2 separate regions of the Hordeum vulgare genome follow, and region 2 is linked to region 1. Evidence: chromatin contacts called from public Hi-C data. All regions are on one chromosome and are shown on one strand. Each heading gives the region's core, a stretch centred on a gene start, on an enhancer-like site or on the middle of the called end of the contact. The rest is flanking DNA. Distances are from core to core; before and after follow the strand shown. Region 1 has its middle 38 kb from the start of LOC123409413. Region 2 holds the start of LOC123408648 (suppressor protein SRP40-like).

Evidence for each region. A called contact is a pair of places that touch in the nucleus more often than the background predicts.
Region 2: a contact with region 1 is called in a Hi-C map of seedling, with 2.8 times the contacts expected there. The contact joins the promoter of LOC123408648 here to the enhancer-like site in region 1. A contact is called at or near these places in 2 of 6 Hi-C or Micro-C datasets (leaf and seedling) and 1 of 1 datasets of contacts at active chromatin or transcription factors (embryo).

The regions. Positions count from the first base shown.
Region 1 is chr7H:593,631,116-593,638,557 of MorexV3_pseudomolecules_assembly, forward strand. No RefSeq gene overlaps it. Among protein-coding and RNA genes, the nearest start is that of LOC123409413, 38 kb to the left of the region's middle. Within about 2 kb of position 3,371, at least 2 of the 3 cell types and tissues checked have open chromatin away from gene starts, as enhancers often do. A contact at or near this core is called in seedling, where this site is marked.
Region 2 is chr7H:593,843,070-593,850,511 of MorexV3_pseudomolecules_assembly, forward strand. LOC123408648 (suppressor protein SRP40-like) reads left to right here and starts at 3,509. Exons shown (of 1, transcript XM_045101705.1): 1 at 3,509-5,244. The coding sequence starts at 3,594. The coding sequence ends at 4,919.

The DNA of each region.
Region 1 (7,442 bases), core at 2,121-4,620:
TACATTGCATCTAGTTTCGAATGCCGAGATATCAAATAGTGAAAAGAGTTTTGGATTTGAACGCACAATTAAGATATAAAATGTTTATAATAAGGAACCTATGAGTGGATTTTCGAGTGCCGAGATATCGTTAGCTGGTTGCAACAAGTGGCGTCACTTGAGAAGCCGGGAGTAGGAACTGGATCCTCTAACTTAGAAAAGGAAAGTCTGCAACAGTGCCCTGTGTAAACTAAAGAAGGAAAGCTAGGTACCGTTAGCTGGTTGTTTACTGTAGATATAAATAATCTAGAATTAACTTTATCTCAACGTCTTGCTTTTTTATATGCATTACTATAGATGTATACAGTAGATTTGTAATTTGCAAAATAATTGAAGTCACTTTAGCCTTAATTATATGAATTGAAAGAAGGCAAGTCAGAATACTGTAGCTTCTCCAACATTTCTTATGTATGTGTTAGAAGATCCGCGGTCGTAGGGTGACCTTTGTAGGGGATTAATGAGTGATTTTGGGGTTTGGGTTCTACGTGACGTTATAGTTTCATCTCTCGGGCTAGTCCTCCATGACCTCATGGGTTTTATTTGTTTTCTCTCACGCACGGGGTCGGCTCCTGTACAGTCATGTTATTGTTGCACCGGTATAGTCTCTGGTTCATATTATTTGTTTTGGATTTGTTTAAAATCGGATGTATTTAGACATGTTTTAGGTCTTGTTTGGATTACCGTTTTGCCTCAAACACCTCCGTAAAAAAATATAGATCTCTCCTTGTTGTTCTGTTTTCGGCTGGAAATCTTTCTAGCCACCGGTAAAATATGTCTGTGAAATTAATACATCTGTATTTACTTACACCACATCCAAACACAGCCTTAATGTAAACATATCCGTATCTACTCCTACACTACACACAAGCGCGCAACAACCTGCAGTCGGAATTATGCAATGTCGACAGCAGCCGATCCATCGCGCAGCCTACAGGCTAGCGAGTGTTGTACGTACGTACGCGGCTATGATAACTGATAAGACCGCCAGTAGACTACAGATTCAAAGTGGGAGTAGCTAGCGCCGGTAGTCCGGTACCGTAGCCACGATCGAGGGCGTACTGTACAGGTCGTGCCCCCTGTCTGCGAGAACGAGGCATAACATTGTTCCCTTCCGCTAGCCGCACACGACGCCGGGCCTCAGCAGCTTGCCCGGAGGCATGGCACTGTCGGTCGGCCATGACAAATTGGTAAGCGGATGATCAAGTTTAATCGCTGCGCGCAGGGTGTCGCTCGTCCATTGGCGAAGCACGCGAGACCGATCCCTCGATTCGTCCATCTCTCTAGTTGGAGGGAGGATCATGTTAAAGTTGTATCGAATATTATTGTACAAGGTAGGTTACAGTTGGACTTGTAATTGTATTGTGTTTAAATAGGACTAGCAAAAGGGTTCGTGCGTTGCAACGGAAAAAAACATAGTTTTAAATGGTCATGGCCATATTTTGTTGTATCATCGACATACACTATCACTCCTAATTTCATGAAATCATGGCGAATACTTGAAATCATGACCATTTTTTAAACTCGTGCACATGTTTGAAGGAGTGAAAATTTTCAAATTCATGAACATGTGCCTTCTCAAGAGCAGGCCATCCCATGCGCAGGTACGCCGACAGCAACAGGTTCCACGACGTCTCGTCCCGCTCCTCGGCCCGGTCAAACACCAGCCTCACCTCGTCAATCATCCCGCACTTGGTGTACATGTCGATGACGGAGTTGGTCAGGAACACGTCCTGCACGAGCCCACTCGCCACGGCCAGCCCGTGCGCCGCCCGGCCGTGCCTCCAGTCCCCGGCCCTGCTGCACGCCGCCAGCACCGCGGCGTAGCTGAACCTGTCCGCCCGGACGCCGCCGCCCCGCGCGTCCCGGAAGGAGGCGAGCGCGAGGCGCGCGGAGGACCCGCTCTGGCTGGAGTAACCGGTGATGAGGGTGTTCCAGGACACGGCGTCCCGGCGCGGCATTCCGTCGAACAGGAGGCGGGCGTGGCGCATGTCGCCGCCACGGGAATATGCTGCGAGGAGGTTGTTGCGGAGGAAGAAGCCCGGATGGAAGCCGGCGCGGAGCATGTGGGAGTGGGTCAGCCTGGCGGTGCGTACGCCTGGTGATGGACAAAGCTCGAGCACGACTTCGCCGCCCTCCGCGCCAGCTACGACGCCCTCCACTCCCGCATCGAGTCCCTCAAGCACGACAAGCTCGCCCTCGCCGCACAGATACCGTACCTGCAGCTATTCCTTAACCTCTTCTTCCTACCGACGCTTCATCCAGCTGCTAACCACGCACATACGTGCTTGCTGCTCTCGATGGCCACGAAGGTGCCCAGGGTGAGCTTCTGGATGCTACGCCTAATCCCTCCTCCCGAGCGTCGCCCCGCCGTTCAATCTCTCGCGCCGCCGCCGCCCCGCCGCACGCCGCACCACCCGTTTCCCCGGACAGAAACGCCGAGCCGAAGCCCCCGCGCCCAGCCGTCGCGCCGCCCGTCGCGAGCCGCCGTCGATTGGATCCGGCGAGCGCGCCGTCTACGGCGGCAATGCGTCCTCGCCTCGGAAAAAGTAGGGTCTTATACATAAAAGTGAAACGTTTTTCTCATTTAAGAAAAGACTGCGGGTTGATTAACTAAAAACGGAGAGGCCTTTCTACAAAAATGTCACAACGGACGACCAGAAACCGTATTTGCTTTATTATTAGGGAGAGATATGGAGTCGTGTTCAAGCAGAATACTCGTACCCTAGGCCTCTCATATATAGTGGGGCTAGACACACGATGTAACTTATGCCAACATAATAGCACAGGTACGCGGGGGAGCCGGTGACATGTGTCGGCGCTCGGGCGGCTGGGGTGCGGTATTGTGACGGTGTGACGAGGAGAAGCGCCCGTAGTCATGCCCCGGAGATGTAGGCAGATCAATGAACCTCGTTAACAAATCTTTGTGTTGTGCTTGTGTAATTGCTTGGTCCTCGATGATTGACGGTGTGCATCGGATTTATTCTAACAGATCACATGTGAAGTGCGACCGATCCACGGAGAGAGACGCGCGGGTGTGCCGGGCCGAGGGACCACGACCAGCTCCACTCCATCCACTGCCAGCAAGCCGGCGGTAAGTTTCATGGCGAGTAATCGTCGGGCGACGAGAACCGAGAGCTGGGGAGTGGGGAGGCTACTCGTTCCGATGCTGCAGTTGCCGTGAAAACCTCATTGACAGCGAGGAAGGTGAGCACTACGCAGCAAGCTGTCGTCTGTGCTCTCTGCATCTGCAGTGCACACTTGGCCTCGGCTACGACTAGGAGGAGAGCCAAGTGATGAATGAATAGTTAACGTCTCTGTGAATCCATCACATGGCTGAGATGGCCACAGTAGAGTGGATCCCCCTCGAGCTCTAGCCCCAACAGCTGGGCAGTGCGGTGTACATCATCTACCAGTGGTAGTATACAAGCCTATCAGTATCCATTTGGAGAGAAAATTAATACTACGATACATGGCTTGGAGCCTTGGATCCAGGCCGGTCACTGAACTGGATCAACCAGCCCAACGTACGCAGGAGTATATTCTACTGCTACTGCTAGTATAGTAGGAGTACATTACTTCGGCTAGCTCTAGCCTCATCAAACCGCTCTGTACCCATATGGGCCGTCCGTCTTCATCGTGTGTGCGTCGGTCAAACGGTCCTCTCCTCCATGTGGATTTCTTGTTACTTAGCAAACACAAATTTGGGGCAAATGATTGCAGTACTAATTAATGTAAGCCAAGGCCCCCGTCCATTGCGCTGTCACAACTAGGGGCTCATCTTTTGGATTCGTTCAATACTGCACAAAGTGTTTCTGCTTCAGGGTATTTTATGTCGCCTTGTGCTTTTTGTCTGCCTTTTGTAAAGGCGCACAAGAGCAGGAGGACACGAATAGAGGACCCAAATTCAAAAAAAAATAATTTTGCATCATGCCAACTTTGGGAGAGGTTTGGGTCTGTCGGATAAGCGGCATGGATATCATCTAAAGAGATTAGTGCATGATGCTTCCATGTTCTGCGGCTTAAAAAACTACTGTCTTAGGCTGTCCCTTTTCAGAAGCAGTGGGTCAAATCTTATGCAGCATCTCTTCCTTTCTTTCACCACAAAGAATCAAAGATCACATGGACGTGAGGGCAAAAATATTGATATTCCTACGTTGTGTAGGTGCCTAACTAGATGCGGGTCGTTGCAGCAGGTGCACAAGTGAGAGTGAGACATGCAGACGAATCCATCACACCTTTGCTCATGTAGAACAAGGCCGGGATATAAATATTTGAAGATTGCTGGTCGCCAAAAGAGCTTGGCATACACTACTAGTACTACCTGGCTAGCTAGGCTTGGATACCTGATACTCATAGCACAAAAGGCCAAAGAGGTCGGTTTATTTTAGAATTTGGAGTGGAGTAGAATGGAATGAAGTGTGTTTGATCTTGCTAATTCTCTCAAACGGTTTTTTGGTTTTCAGTTTGGCATTTGCTTAATGTCAGGCACTTGAATTTTCTCCGGGCAACACGACGGCTGCATGAGAAAGAAGAAGGGGAGGTTGAAGAAGAACATTGTGCAATCTCTTGTTAGCCATTGGATTAAGGTCTAGCGGTTCTAGTGACTTATGCATACTTTTTTTTAAATGATGGAGAATATGGTGTTAACTTCTGAACTGTGTGACATGTAAAATAGTACTTCCTCCGGTCCTTTTTACTATTCCTATAAGATCTGTGTGAAGTCAAACTTCGTAAAGTTTGACTAACTGTATAAAAAAAGTATCAACATTCACAATACAAATTAATATCATTAGATGTGTTATGAACTTAATTTTTGTACTATATATACTTCAACCATTTCCTTATAGAAGGCCACTATGAAAAAATAGATTTTGCATCTATATAAGGCCACCAACAGTCAAATTAATATTGCTTTCTCATACTACTTGCATGCATATAGTCATAATGACATTCAGTTATTTTCTTCTCATTCATTCCTTGCATGCATGCCACACATTAATAACCCCGGTGAAGGAAAAAAAATTAGTATGCAAAACAGTCATTAAATTTTATCTTGATAGCTATAATATGAGTTTGTGGACTTATATAAGGAATGGAGGGAGTAACTCTTGTATTTGGAGTGTTGATATTTTTTCAATATAAATATGGTCATATGAAGTTTAACTTCAAAAAATTCATGTGAAGTACTTCCACCATTTTTGTATACAAGGCCACAAACACATATTTCCGGTATCAAGGCAAAAAATAATACGTTCTAAGTCAATGTTGCAAGACAGTTTGTCTCTTTGTTTGCCGTGTAAATTAATGTGTATTTTTTTCTCTCATGCACATCAAACCATTGATCTCACTCCTGCATGCATGCAAGCCATAATTAATGTCATGCTTTGCTAATACTACAAGGCAAACATCATTAATATTGCATCATTAATGTTACTCCCTTCGTCACAGTTTAGAAGTCATGCACGTGTACCTATGTCGTTAATTTGACTTATATAAAATATATTATTTAATATAAAAATCATATCATTAGAAAATAGAACAACTAAAGGTTCTAATAATATACTCCCTCTGCAAAGAAATATAAGAACGTTTAGATCACTAAAGTAGTGATCCAAACACTCTTATATTTGTTTACAGAGGGAGTATTTTTTGTATTATATGCCTATCATTAAGTTGATCAAATTGACAACCTAGATACATGTGTCGGACTTGTAAACTAGGACGAAGGGAGTAGTGGTATATCTGTAAAATGTAGTTTTGATAGTGGCCTTGTATATGAAAATGGAGGAAATAAAAAGGATCAGAGGACATCTTAAAAAGAGGATCAGGGGATGTAACAACGACCAGAGGGAGTACTGCATTGTATAACTTCTAGTGATGGGTTGTAGATCCAAATTGTATTCGTACTAGCTGTCATTTGCCATTGCGTACACTCTACATCGTTCATTGTCAGTGTACGTCCTGCAGACTTGGAAATGCCTGTACTTGGACTGATTAGAGTAAGGCTGTCCGTGACGGATGCGCTTGATGATTGAACAACTATCTGAAAAAAAAATATACTTTCAGACATAATGACATGAAACCACTCATTCTTCTCCGTGAACTTATGGCCATAACTAGCAAGCAAACCAATGATTAGATTTAGACATGCAAAAATGCAAAATGGACTTGACTGACTGAACGTCCTTACTTTAATGTGACCAGCATCAAGTACGATCCGTGTACAATATATACTTGGGGTGCCGCTGGCATCTCAGAAGGAAACCACAGAAGAAGCAGTGTGTGTGTGGCTCATAGCCAAAAGTTCATTCGTGTGAGTGTGCGTGTGCGGTCTCTTGATGATGCTTTTGTCTTAAGCATAAGACATATGCACCACACTATAGTAGTTTTTTTTCCCGCTCTTGATAATACAGAGCTTCAAATGTGCTTGGACTCGGGGCATGCATGCACGGCGAACGACGCTATGGACTCCGGCAGTGCAGTGCGTGCCTGCACGCGCCGGTGTCGTTCTCGATCAACTTGACGTGCTCGATCGTCGATGCCTCGGTGTGCACTTTGTGTGCAGCATAAGCGTGCGGCAGGAGCTGGCTCGCACGTACACGTACATCCGTGTGGTCAACGTGGATTCTCGTGCAGTCGTGCCCGTGTGCCATGCATGCATGCATGCTCTGCGACGCCCGGAGAACGTACGCCTTTTTGGCCGTGCCAGGAACCGTACGCCCAGTCGTGTCCGTGTGTTCCGGCTCAAGATAGATAGTAGGTGCCAGTCCACCAGCCCAGGTACAAGTTTCAGCAGCAATCCACCGGCGTGGTCACCAACGATCCACCCCTGCAAAAAGGTGGCGACGTACTCACAAGCGAGACAGGAGCGCTATGGTTGGCGGCTTGGCGTTGGTTTGGGCCGGAGGATTTTTGGTTGCCCGGAGGGTTCATCCACGCGGGCATGCATATTACTCCCTCCGTTCCTAAATACAAGAAACTTTAAAATATATCTATATAAATTCATATATTGTCTATAGTGTAATTTTTAAAAGATCTTATATTTAGAAACGGAAGAGGGTACGGAGTACGTTCAGAATTTTCAAGGCAACGGACATATTTCCATTCAAGTAGCTAGGGCAGCATGCACTAGTGGAAAACGGGCCTTTGGCCGGGACTAAAGTCAAGTCCCGGCCTGCTTCTGGGCCGGGACTAAAGGCCCGGCCACGTCGCCCCAATTCTCAATGCCTCCCTCGAAGCTTTAGTCCCGGTCCGTAAGGAGCCTTTAGTCCCGGTTCGTGTTCCAAACCGGGACTAAAGGGCTACGCGGTGAGCGGTGGTGGTGGCAACCGTTCGTATCCCCCTTTAGTCCCGGTTGGTGGCTTAACCCGGGACTAAAGGCCTAACACGTGGCCTGCCGTAGT
Region 2 (7,442 bases), core at 2,259-4,758, 210 kb after region 1:
ATCATGGTGATGTCCATCTACGAGAGGGGATTTCCGATCTACGTACCCTTGTAGATCGCACAGCAGAAGCGTTAAGAAACGCGGTTGATGTAGTGGAACGTCCTCATGTCCCTCGATTCGCCCCGCGAACCGTCCCGCGATCCGTCCTACGATCTAGTGCCGAACGGACGGCATCTCCGCGTTCAGCACACGTACAGCTCGACGATGATCTCGGCCTTCTTGATCCAGCAAGAGAGGCAGAGAGGTAGATGAGTTCTCCGGCAGCGTGATGGCGCTCCCGAGGTTGGTGATGATCTAATCTCGACAGGGCTCCGCAGAGACGCGATCTAGAGGTAAAACCGTGGAGGTATGTGGTCGGGCTGCCTTGAAAAAGTTGTCTCAAATCAGCCCTAATTGCTCCATATATATAGGAGGAGGGAGGGGAGGCTTGCCTTGAGGCTCAAGGAGCCCCAAGGGCTGCGCCACCAAGGGGAGGAGGAGTCCTCCTCCAATCCTAGTCCAACTAGGATTGGAAGGTGGAGTCCTTCTCTCTTTTCCCACCTTTCCTTTTTTTTCTCTTCTTTTGGTTTTTTCTTTCTCTTGCACAAGACAGCCTTGGGCTGACCCCACCTACTTGCTGCACCACGCCCAAGGTCCTTGGGCCCTCCTGGGTGGGTGGTCCCCCCTCCCGGTGAAGATCCGGAACCCATTCGTCATTCCCGGTACATTACCGGTAATGCCCGAAAACCTTCCGGTAACCAAATGAAGTCATCCTATATATCAATCTTCGTTTCCGGACCATTCTGGAAACCCTCGTGACGTCTGTGATCTCATTCGGGACTCCGAACAACATTCGGTAACCAACCATATAACTCAAATACGCATAAAACAACGTCGAACCTTAAGTGTGCAGACCCTGCGGGTTCGAGAACTATGTAGACATGACCCGAGTGACTCCTCGGTCAATATCCAATAGTGGGACCTGGATGCCCATATTGGATCCTACATATTCTATGAAGATCTTATCGTTTGAACCTCAGTGCCAAGGATTCATATAATCCCGTATGTCATTCCCTTTGTCCTTCGGTATGTTACTTGCCCGAGATTCGATCGTCAGTATCCGCATACCTATTTCAATCTCGTTTACCGGCAAGTCTCTTTACTCGTTCCGTAATACAAGATCCCGCAACTTACACTAAGTCACAATGCTTGCAAGGCTTGTGTGTGATGTTGTATTACCGAGTGGGCCCCGAGATACCTCTCCGTCACACGGAGTGACAAATCCCAGTCTCGATCCATACTAACTCAACGAACACCTTCGGAGATACCTGTAGAGCATCTTTATAGTCACCCAGTTACGTTGCGACGTTTGATACACACAAAGCATTCCTCCGGTGTCAGTGAGTTATATGATCTCATGGTCATAGGAACAAATACTTGACACGCAGAAAACAGTAGCAACAAAATGACACGATCAACATGCTACGTCTATTAGTTTGGGTCTAGTCCATCACATGATTCTCCTAATGATGTGATCCCGTTATCAAGTGACAACACTTGCCTATGGTCAGGAAACCTTGACCATCTCTGATCAACGAGCTAGTCAACTAGAGGCTTACTAGGGACAGTGTTTTGTCTATGTATCCACACATGCACTGTGTTTCCAATCAATACAATTATAGCATGGATAATAAACGATTATCATGAACAAAGAAATATAATAATAACTAATTTATTATTGCCTCTAGGGCATATTTCCAACAGGTGGTCCACTCGGCGATCTTCCGTGTCACTAATCTTGCCTAGTTCTTCGTAGCTCTCCGTCGAAGTCGGAGCTACATTGGGAGTGTAATGTTGTTCTACAACCAATAGGGTTGTTGTTTTAGTGTGAGGTCACTATAGCATGACACTCGGAGTGTGACAATATATGGGAAGTTGGTATTCAGATTTCGGAAAGGTTACGAAAATATCGTTTTTGTGACGGAGATGCCGAAAGTGTTTCGCATGGGATGAGAGAGAGACGCACCAACCCCTGGTGGGCTGGGCGCCCCTCCCACCTAGGCCCATGTGGCTGGATGGTGGAGGGCCAAGCCCTTGGGGGTGGCGCCACCCTTGCCTTGGGTGGCAAGCACCACCCCTTGGCCTCCACCCCAACCTAGGGGAAACCCTAGGTTGGCCCTCCTCCACCCCTTCCTCTCCCCCTAGATCAGTTTTCTTCTCCCGTCGCGTCTACGACGGCGCTTGGCGAAGCCCTATTGAGATTGCACCACCACCACCGTCACCACGCCGTTGTGCTGCCGGAGAACTCATCTACTACTCCACCCTCGCTTGCTGGATCGAGTAGGCGGAGATGTCATCGAGTTGTACGTGTGCTGAACGCGAAGGTGCCGTCCGTTCAGTGCTAGATCGGGACGGATCATGATTGGATCGTGAAGATGTACGACTACATCAACCAAGTTTCTTAATGCTTTCGCTTAGTGATTTACAAAGGTATGTAGATACACCTCCCCTCTCGTAGCTATGCATTTTCATGGATAGATCTTGTGTGTACGTATGATTTTTTTTCTCTTCCAATGTTATGCAACACCTCTCCTAAAGGTAACGTTCCCCAGATATTAGGGTCTAATGGGTTGGGAGGTGCAATGGTATCCAAATTACAATGTTTTCAAATACATTTAAAAACGAAGATGGTCGAACTCAAACATTTGATGCGAACTCACATATTACCAGCACACTGCCTGCTAAACTTGTGTTATTCCCGCCTCCTCTTTCGAGCCTGCAATGGTCAAATAATAACCTGGAAGGTGCAAACGTATCCAAATGTCCAGAACTATTTAAACACATTAAAACAAAAACATTTTCATCACATTATGTTCTTAAATTTTGTTAAGACCCGCCAGAAACAGATTTCACTTTGAAGCCTACATCGGTCAAATAACGAAAATACTACACCTATGTAACCTTCCTAATCCCCCCCTCCCCGAATTCAAGGGGGGTGTCAAATAATAAGCCGGTATTTGCAAAAGTATCCAGATTTTGAAAACCATCGAACAAATCAAAACCCAAAAGTTGCCAACTAAATTTCGAAACAAAAGACGGGGCAAAGTCAAAACTTTGCTACGAACACACATACCAACAGCACATTCTTCCCCTAAAACCTCTAACTCCGCCACTAAAACCCAGCTTCAAAAATCCATTCCCAAAACCACCGAACGAAACCCAATGTTTGCCGCGCGCGTCCCCCTCTGGCCGCAGCTGTACCGATCGGGCCGGTGCCGTTTTTTACAAACGCAAACCCGCAACCCGACGAGCCAGGCCTGCATTTTGCCTCTGCGCGCACCCGTAAGGACCACACCGCAAATCTCCCCTCTGCTTTCCGCGAACCGGACCCCGGCCAGCCCGGTTCGCCCGCCAGCGCACCCAAACGGCGCGTTTTCACCGTAGCCCGTCACCCGCTTATATATACGCCCGCGCCCTTTACCAGAATCCTTTACCCCCACCCCCACCCCCACGATATTCGCCGCAGTCTGTCGTCTGGCTAGTGTGAGAGTGCGATCTGCTGATAAGTGTGCGTGTGATCCCCGCCCGTGAATGCGCCTGCCTTGCCGCCGGCAATGACCTCCGCCGTCGCGAGTAACCTTGTCCCCGCGGCACCCGCCGCGTCCGCGTATGGGTGTCGCCGCGCCTCGTTCGGCCGTGACGCGCACGCGCCCGAGGAGACGGCGCCGGCGGCTGTCGTCGTCGTTTCTTCTGCTTCGCCCGTGCACCCCGCCGTCGCCGCGCCCGCCATCTCCAAGGACTTCATCGACTTCGAGTTCAGCCTCGGCGGGGGCGGCTGTGCCGCCAGCATGCTCCCCGCGGACGAGCTCTTCGCTGACGGTAAGCTGCTCCCTCTCCGCCGGGCTGATGCTGATACTGCTGCTACCGCTGCCGCGCCTGAGCCGGAGGCTGCCGCGGCGACGGCACCTCCCGCGCGGCTGTTGGAGGCAATGCCGGCGTCGCCGGAGCCGATGAGGCCGATCCGCGGCGGCGCGGCGGCTGGTGCTGCCGACCAGTACGTGTTCTCGCCCAAGGCGCCCAGCTGCTCGAGCCGGTGGCGCGAGCTGCTCGGGCTCAAGAGGGCGGCCGCGGCGCAGAGCCCCAAGTCGACGCCCTCGCAGTCGCAGTCGCCGTCGCCAGCGGCCGCATTGGCAAAGACCCCCGGGAGAACGACGGCGACGACGGGCTCGTCGGCGGCGAGGTCGCTCAAGTTCCTCCTGCAGCGGAGCAACGGCGGGCGGGCGTCCACGGGCACGGCCTCGGACCTCGCGTCGGCGCCGCTCCTCCGCGACAGCTCCGACTCGGAGGCCTCGCTCTCGCTCGCCTCCTCCCGCTTCTCGCACTCGTCCTCCTCGTCCTCCTCCGGCCACGACCACGACGACGTCAACCCGCGCTTCTCCCTCGACTCCGCCGCCGACCCAAACCCACCACGCCTCCGCCTGGTCCGCTCCTCCCACCGCCACTCCACCTCCAGCCGCGCGGCCCACAGCCCGGCGCGCCGCCGGCCGTCGCCGCCCAGGCAGCAGGACGCGTCCAGATGCCTCTCCGTGGACTCCCCGCGCATGAACTCCTCGGGCAAGATCGTGTTCCAGCAGGGCCTGGAGCGCAGCTGCAGCTCCCCGTGCAGCCTCCACGCCGCGGCGAGGTCGCGGTCCATGGCCCGCGCCGTCGACCGGTCCTACTCGTCCGGCGTGCGCGTGGCGCCCGTGGTGCTCAACGTTCCGGTCTGCTCGCGGCCGGTGTTCGGGTTCTTCAAGGACAAGAAGGAGTCGGCGGCCAGCAAGGACTCGTCGTCATCAGCTCGGTCGTCGTCCCGGGCGTCAACCCTTGGCCGGAAGCAGACGCCGACGCCGACGGCGGCGCAGCGGTGGAGCGGCGAGCTGCCGAGGCCGTGCGGGTGATCCGTCCGTCCGGTCCAAGAGACGGCGGGCGATCGTGCATGGAAAGCGACGGGCTAGGCTAGGGACGCAATGATGGACGAAAAGATGCATAGCGCTTTGGACGTTTAGTTGGTTTTTTAACTGATTTGGTTTGTTCTTTCTTTGGGATGCTGATGAGAAGGTCTAATCAATTGACTGTTTTCTTCTTTTTCGTTTTCTCTTGACTGTAAATTTGGAGTTTTGTCCTTCTCCTAAATCCTCAGGTTCTGTTGTAGCTAGCTAGCGCATCTGATTCTGATTTGGCTGCTTGCAAGAAGAAAAAAGATCACAAGATGTTTTCTCCAAACGGATGATGCTGTTTTTGAAGGGGTTCACACTCTCGTCAGCTGTCACATCGTTCAAAACACCAAATGCATTACTCGTAGGTAGTATCGATCGTGTGCCATTACCGTTGCTTGGCCTCGCTGAAGAGCCGGTCGATCGAGCTGGCATGGCACTGCTACAAATGCAATGCAAGCAAACAGTGGCGGCATTTTTAGGGCAGAGCGACGGGGAGTGGCGAGCCCCTCATTTTCCGTGCTTATCTGCATCGAAGTCAGCAGCCAGCCGTGGCAGGAGGCCAGCCACTAGCAGAGCTAGCCAGTAGGCGCCCGGTTCACAAGCCCGTTTCGCCACAGAGCAAGAGCCGAACCGGCCGGTCCGGCCGCCCGGCGCCCGGCTTGATCTGGATCCATCCGGGCACTGTGCCGCATGTGCTGGGCCTGTGAATATTCGCGCAGAGAAGGAAAAAAAAAATTACTCCCCCACGCCAGCGGCCCCAGAGCTAAAATAAACGCGCTGGCAGACACCATGCCCGTTACGGCATCATGGCCTCGCTCCGGCGCTGACAGGCAACGTGGTCGCCGCGCCCGCGGCGGGTCCCGTGCGCGCTCCCGGCGCGCCCATGTGGACCGACGCCTTTCTCTTCCCTGCTCTCGCGGCCTTTTTTTAAATCCGGCCGCCTGCGCTGCGCGCGCCGCTGTCTTTCTTTCACCCCGCCCGGCCGTGTCCTTTTCCGGGGCGCCTTTCGCCCTCTGCAGCAGCGGCCACCCTTTGCCGCTCGCCGTCGCCAGGTTCCCGATCCGCTCCCGTGCAAGCGCCTGCGACGAGGACGATGACACCATGAACCCCCGTGGTACCATGCACGCACGGGCGCGGTCGTTCTCGTCTCTCTCGCTGCAGCGGTGGGTGATGCAGCGCGTGCGTAGGCCAGCGGAGGCACGGGCTAAGCGAGCGTGCGTGCCGCTGGGCTCCGGCAGCCGGGGCTCCATTGGCGGGTCAAACAGGCAGAGCCCTGCTGCACCGTGCGTATTAGTGCGTGTCGTCCGGCCGATGACACGGATCGGATCTCGTCTGCAGGCTGCTACTACGCCGCGACCGCAGCTAGCCATGTGTGTAGAGCGGGCGCAGGATGGCCGCTACCATTACTGTATCCTGTACGCCGCGCGTACCGGGCTACGGCGTAGGGTGTGGTACTAGGACGACGCTGGACTAGACTATGCTAGTGAATGGAACAGTTGGTTGGAAGGATCATGCATGCATCCCTAGCCAGGCTCTCCCGCAGTGGCAGTCAATGGCGTGGTGCAAATACTTGTACAATGCAATTAAGCAAGCAGAGGTGGATCACATTGTTTGAGCGGGCAATGAGCAGGCCATGTGGCGCGCATTCGGGGCGGGCGAGCTGGCTGACCACCGGCAGAGATGGAGACGAGCCCGTTGATGATGGCGAACGAACGAAAGCCCTGTCGACGACGCATGAGCCATGTTGAATGGATGAAGAGGGGAAAACAAGGGATAAAGAAGGGAAGGCAGACGCAGGCAGAGGCAGGCGCACTCGATCGATCATCAGTCCGCGGCTGAGCCCTGAAACGCACATCTTGGCATGTAGTAGTAGTAGGAGTACTAGTGATGACTGAGCGGCAGCAACGACAAAGGGAGACCATCATCATGGCCTGCCCCTGCCCCTGCCGTCCGGCTGGAGAAGGCTGAGCGAAAACTCAGGAGGAAACAAAGGAGGCGACGCAGAAAGTGAGAGGACGGATTCAGAGCCCCGTGCCGGGTGCCCCCATCATTTTTGGCGCGCGTCCGTGACGAGGCCGAGCCCCCCAGCCCAGCCCAGCCCAGCCCAGCCCAGCCGCAGGCACGCACCTGCGGTACAACGTACGTGGCCGGTGGTGCGTCGCGTCGCGTCGCCTCATCGCCTGCGCCGTCTGATGCGTCGACGCGACGCGGCCCGTCCGGGATCTGACGGCCGATGGGCGTGACTTCCTGCCCCGGCGCCGGGAGGCAAGGCCCTGCTGACCACGCACGCACCCCCACAAGCTTGCATTGCATCTTACAGTAGTACTAGTTGTTTTTCTCCGTTCCGTTGGTTGCTCTGGGTCGGACGGCGATTTACGGCCATCCATCCATCCATGTGATGTCGCCGAGGGGGGCAGCGGGAGGGGCTACTTGGGTTTTGTTTACGGAGGAAGAGCGCTGGTTTTGGTTTGGACTCTAGCGCGT